Linked DNA regions of Sus scrofa: region 1 is linked to region 2. A link is a contact called in public Hi-C data. All regions are on one chromosome and are shown on one strand. Each heading gives the region's core, a stretch centred on a gene start, on an enhancer-like site or on the middle of the called end of the contact. The rest is flanking DNA. Distances are from core to core; before and after follow the strand shown. Region 1 overlaps SLC22A5 (solute carrier family 22 member 5). Region 2 overlaps SLC22A5 (solute carrier family 22 member 5).

Evidence for each region. A called contact is a pair of places that touch in the nucleus more often than the background predicts.
Region 1: a Hi-C map of liver shows a contact between it and region 2, with 2.3 times the contacts expected there. The contact joins two enhancer-like sites. A contact is called at or near these places in 11 of 47 Hi-C or Micro-C datasets (alveolar macrophages, blood, embryonic fibroblasts and 6 more) and 2 of 2 datasets of contacts at active chromatin or transcription factors (alveolar macrophages and skeletal muscle).

Annotation. Positions count from the first base shown.
Region 1 is chr2:134,766,387-134,769,086 of Sscrofa11.1, reverse strand. The region is part of intron 11 of SLC22A5 (solute carrier family 22 member 5); the gene reads right to left. Among named protein-coding and RNA genes, the nearest start is that of IRF1, 16 kb to the left of the region's middle. Within about 2 kb of position 1,441, at least 8 of the 83 cell types and tissues checked have an H3K27ac peak or open chromatin away from gene starts, as enhancers often do.
Region 2 is chr2:134,714,357-134,717,287 of Sscrofa11.1, reverse strand. All of the region lies in intron 10 of SLC22A5 (solute carrier family 22 member 5), which reads right to left. Among named protein-coding and RNA genes, the nearest start is that of SLC22A5, 55 kb to the right of the region's middle. Within about 2 kb of position 1,512, at least 19 of the 83 cell types and tissues checked have an H3K27ac peak or open chromatin away from gene starts, as enhancers often do.

The DNA.
Region 1 (2,700 bases), core at 192-2,691, 52 kb before region 2:
GGAGCTACCTTTAGCTCTCAGGGTCTAGGCTCTTTAGTTCTCAGAGGCTAGGCTCTGGCCCCAGTCCTTGGAAGCCCTAGGGTCTCTGGGCAGTTGGGAGGGGACCCAGGCACAAAGGACAACTCTAACAATGGTGGCCATACTCTGTTTTTTGGCTTGTCCTGCTGTCTATGCCTGAGAATGTGGCCCTTGGAAAACCCAGAAGAGTAGGTGGAATAGTGGTCCATGGTAGAATAAAAATGTCCACATTCTAAAGCATGGAATCTGTGACTATGTTATGTTACACGGCAATAGAGAATTAAGGTTGCTCATCAGCTCAGAAAGATTATTCTGGATTTTCTGGATAGGTCTAATGTAATCACAAGGGCCCTTACACAAAGAAGGAGGTAGAAGAGTCAGAACCAGAGAGATGGCGTTACGTGGAAGCCGTTGCTAGTTTTGAAGATGGAAGAAGAAGCCAAAAACAAGGAATGCAGGTGGCCTCTAAAACCTGGAAAGGGCAAGGAAACAGATTCTCTACTACAGCCACCAGAAAGGAATGCAGGCCTGCTAATTCACTAAGACCCACTTGGGACTTCTGACCTACAAAACTAGAAGATAATAAATTTGTGTTGTTTTAATCCACTTAGTTTATGGTAATTTGTTACAGCAGCAATACTGGGAAACCACCTGAGGGATATAAAAATCCACTAGTTACAGTCAGTCTCACAGAGAACCACAGTCCCTCTGTAAAGACCCTGTTCTGTTCTGGGATGCACAGTGACCCTGGAGCCCTGGGCGGGGAATGAACCTTCACAGCTTGGGTGGGTCAAGAAGGATGCCTGAAGAAGAGGGCCTCTGCTGGAAGCAGCTGCCTCCTTGAACTCACTACCCAAAATTCCAATAATGCTAGCTCTGAGCTACCCTGGAAGAGCTGCCCTGAGGTCAGGCCACCCAGCACACCCAGCCAGAGCCAGCAGGACTTGCCCTAAGACTCCAGGGTGGCGTACCGTGGCCTTTCCACATGCCCATAATACTCAGCTCTCATCTTTGACCTCACTAAAGGGATTCTGTTTAGCTTAGGAAAAGCTAAAACTAGAAAGAAAAGTTTAGAGGAAAAAAAAATAATTAGAGTGGATGTCAGCAAGATCTTCATAAAATCCCTGCTCTGTCACTTACTGGTTGCATGGCCTCAAATAAGACACTAAACCTCTTATCAACTGTTTCTTCATCTGTACAATGGGTAATAACAGCTTCTGTCTTACTTGCCTCGCGGGGTGTGTATCTTGGGTAAGACAACACATGAGAAAAGGCTGTGCTGCACAGACTGAGATGCTGTTGTTATTAACCAGTAAAATAATGATCACAACCCCACAGGCTTCTGTTTGGAGTGGATGATCACACATCCTGTGTCAGGAAAGGAAGGGTGAGTGCAGATTCATCAACTCTGCCTTGTTGACAGGCAGGAGGCTGCAGCCCCGCCAGGACAGTAGAGAAGGGCTTGTCTTTCTCTGAGCCACTGCCTCGGCGCTCATACCGGACGTGAGACACAGCCACCCTGTAACCCGCAGGATGTCCTCCTAACCACTGCAGGTTGGGGCTTCGCAATTTTTTTTCCTAAGAAAAAGTTTCTCTAGATTCTTTTGCATAAAAAAGTCCCCCCCCTCATAAAATACTCTCAATTTACAGAGAAAAGGTGGGACATGAAACTGTACACAATACAATTACAATCTAATGAATATATAATTTTATATGTGGGACACCTACTGGAAGAAATGCATCAGAATACTAATGGTGATATCTTTGGTTGGTAGGCCCATAGGTGATACTATTTTCTTCTTTTTATTTCTATAACAATAATGCTCTAACTACTTTTACAGTTAGAAAAATTATACATGTATAGGTATATATGAAAAGTGCCAGGGACTTCCTTTTGTGGAACCACAAACTGGGCTGGAGGAATCATTTGAGCTGGATTCTGCACAGGCAGGAGTCCTGAACTTGGCCCTTGCTGTGAGACCTCGGAGACTCACTACTTTCCCTCCCTGGCCTCTGTTGGCCTGGCACAATATTCTTTCGGATTCTCACACCTCGATAATTAAAGTATTCTCCTCAGTCTCATTCATCCCTGCTCCATACCCAGCTTCCAGTGGCTTCTCTTTTCCTAGATAATTCCTTGCCACTTCCCTCACCAGCTTCACTTCTCCAAGACCTGCCCTGGGAGTTGCTGCCTCCTGGCATTTGCTTGCATCAGTCTACTTCTCAGTGCCCTGCCCTTCCTTGAAGAACAAAGCCTGTGCAGCCAGCTGGCTGGCAGTGAACCCTGCTTCCCTCTAACTTGTACATAACAATAGCTACCATTTATTGACTATTAACTTCAGGTCACATGGCAAAAGTGGTCTCATTTAATCCTAGGCCACCAGCAGCTGCTGCAGAGACTTATATTTGAACAGCAACCCCGGCCCCATAGTTGTCCAGTGTAGTGATTCTCTCTTGCCTCTGGGCAAGAGGGTTGTATTGTTAATCTCCGTTTTGCTATAAGGTAACTGAGGCTCAGAGAGGACAAGTCAATTCACCTGTGGTCATACAGTGGGTCTGTAGCAGAGCTAGGATTTGATCTCTCGACAGTTCATTCCAAGTTCCGTGTTTTTTCACTCCCACAGTGGTGTCTTTCTCACACAACAACTCCCACAGTGGTGTCTTTCTCACACAACAACATTC
Region 2 (2,931 bases), core at 263-2,762:
TCATACAAGGTCAGAGTGGGGTGAAGCCTTGGTAATCTGGAGACAGCCTGTCCTCTGCAGATAACGCGAGCCAGTGCAGGTATAAGAGTGTGTGTGGACTCTGGGGTCTGGCAGATCCAACCTCCACCAGCCATGTGACTTTGGAGACTCATTCAAAAAGACAGTATTTGAAAAGCACTGCTTTTCTCAGGTGTAAAATGGAAATAAAAGTCCCTACTTTATACAGTAAGCTTGTCCTCCTGTTCAAAAGTCTTTACTTCCTATTCTTTATGATATTAAAGTCAAACTCTTTGGCCCAACAGTCAAATTGCACTACTACCAAAATCCAGCCAACCCAGCATATCGGGCATGGTCCCTCCAACTCCTCCTGAAGCTACTGCCCCTCTCAAATCCTTGCGCCTGGAGCCACCACCCAATGCCTTCTCTCCTACCTGAGTCTACCAAACCCCACGGGTAGGCCTCATGAAGTCTTCCCTGACCTGGGCTTTTCTGGGCCCTCACTGGTGTAAGTACTGAATGTTAACAGATAGCAACAAAGTTTTGACTCTCCAACCAGAAGGTGGGATCTGTGAGGGCAACCATCTCTTTTATAATGTTTCCCTCAACCAAGTATTAAATAATACATAAAAATTCTTGACTGACTCACCTGCAGTTAGGATTCAGTTAAAATGATCCCAAATATTACCTCTGTTACCCAAGAAAGGAAAATAGATATAGAAATAAATTAAATTGGGAGTTCCCATCGTGGCGCAGTGGTTAACGAATCTGACTAGGAACCATGAGGTTGCGGGTTCGATCCCTGCCCTTGCTCAGTGGGTTAACGATCCGGCGTTGCCGTGAGCTGTGGTGTAGGTCGCAGACTCAGCTTGGATCCCGCGTTGCTGTGGCTCTGGCGTAGGAGGGCAGCTACAGCTCTGATTCGACCCCTAGCCTGGGAACCTCCATATGCCACAGGAGTGGCCCAAGAAATGGCAAAAAACAAAACAAAACAAAACAAAAAAACCTATTAAAAAAAAAAGAAATAAATTAAATTGGAGACAAACGCAAATCACTCCTATTTTTTGTGTACTTCATCTGAGGGAGAAAAAAAAATAAAACTCTATCTCTGACCCAGACTTGTCAAGTAGAGGAACTCCCTAAAAACAATGCATAGAATAAATCACAAGGACTAGTCTCACTTAAAGATTTCAGGAAGGAAAACACAGTTAAACTGAAAACTGTTAACTGGTGTTAAGAGGAAAAAAAAAAAAACAAAACAAAACACAACAAACAGCCCGGAAATGTTTTTAGAACCTTGTCTGTCAAAGTCCCTTAGGGGTTGATTCTCCCTTCAACATATTCTTCCTAACACCTGCTTTTACTAAAAACCCAGCACCAGCGTTGTGTGAGTCAGAAGCAGAGCGAAACTGGACACAGAGGCACCCAGCTGTGAAGCAAATCAACCAGACAGCACTCAAGAGCCGCACTAAGTATGACTTGCCAGGGCCCAGTGGCCACGAGCGTGGGGTCTGGGGAAGTTGGACCAACCTCACCCCAGACCTCCCTCCTGCCTTGTTCCTCTCTCTAGTCCATGCCTCCACTTCCACCACCCCCAACCTCACGTGGCATACACATGGACAAAAGGACTTGACCCAAAGCAATTCCACATTATTTCAAGTGAGACCTAAGGGCCAACCCATTGTTCTTTTTTTTTTTTTTTTTTTTTTTTTTTAATGGTTGCACCTGTGGCACAGGGAAGTTCCTGGGCTAGGGGCTGAATTGGAGCTGCAGCTGAGGCCTACACCACAGCCATAGCAAAACCAGATCTGAGCCACATCTGCAACCTATGCCATGCCCCTGGCACAACGCCAGAATCCTTGACCCACTGAGCAAGGCCAGGGATCGAACCTGCACTCTCAAAGACACAATATTGGGTCTTTAATCTGCTGAGCCATAATGGGAACTCCCTCTTTCTTACTTTTTTTTTTTAAGCAAGAATATTAAAAGAGAGAACTTACAAAACTCAAGAGATATGGAGAAAAATTAGATCTAATAACTTTTTGAATTTACCTCATATTAGATAATCTTTTTGAATGCAATTCTACATCTATCTAAAGAAACTATCCCTTTAAAATTCAAACAACATGAACTTAGTTCTCTGCCTTTCTCAGATTTTTAAAAACAGTACTTGGTCATTAAAGCTTACAGAGTCACAAAACATGGGCCACACAAAACCCGCACACAAAAACGTTCATTGCGGAGAGTTCCTGTTGTGGCTCAGTAGTAACAAACCCTACTACTATCCATCAGGACGAGGATTCAATCCCTGGCCTCGCTCAGTGGGTTAAGGATCCAGCATAGCCATGGGCTGTGATGTAGGTCACAGACGCAGCTCAGATCTGGGTGTTGCTATGGCTGTGGCTTAGGCCAGCGCCTACAGATCCAATTCAACCCTAGTCTGGGAACTTCCATATGGCACAGGTGTGGCTCTAAAAAGACAAAATAAAAAAATAAAAAGAGAGAGAGAGGAAAAATGTTCATTGAATCATTATTCATTATGGCCAAAACATGGAAATAACCCAAATGTCCATCAAATGATGAATGAATAAGCAATGGAATATTATTTGGCAATGAAAAGGAATGGAGTACTGACAAATGTTGCAACATGGATGAATCTCAAAAATATCACGTTAAGTGAAAAAAGACAGGCACAGAAGACTACATATTGTATGGTTCTACTTATATGATCCAAGGATAGGCAAGTCTATAGGGACAGAAAGTAGATTAGTAGTTGCAAGGGGATGATGGAAATGGGGAGATTAGGGAGGTGTACACTTTAAATGTGTGAATGAATCTCATGGTATAAAAAATATATCTCAATAAAGCTGTTTTTTTAAAAAAAGAGGACAAAGAGAAAAATTCCCACAATCACAAGTTAATGACTGCTGTTTT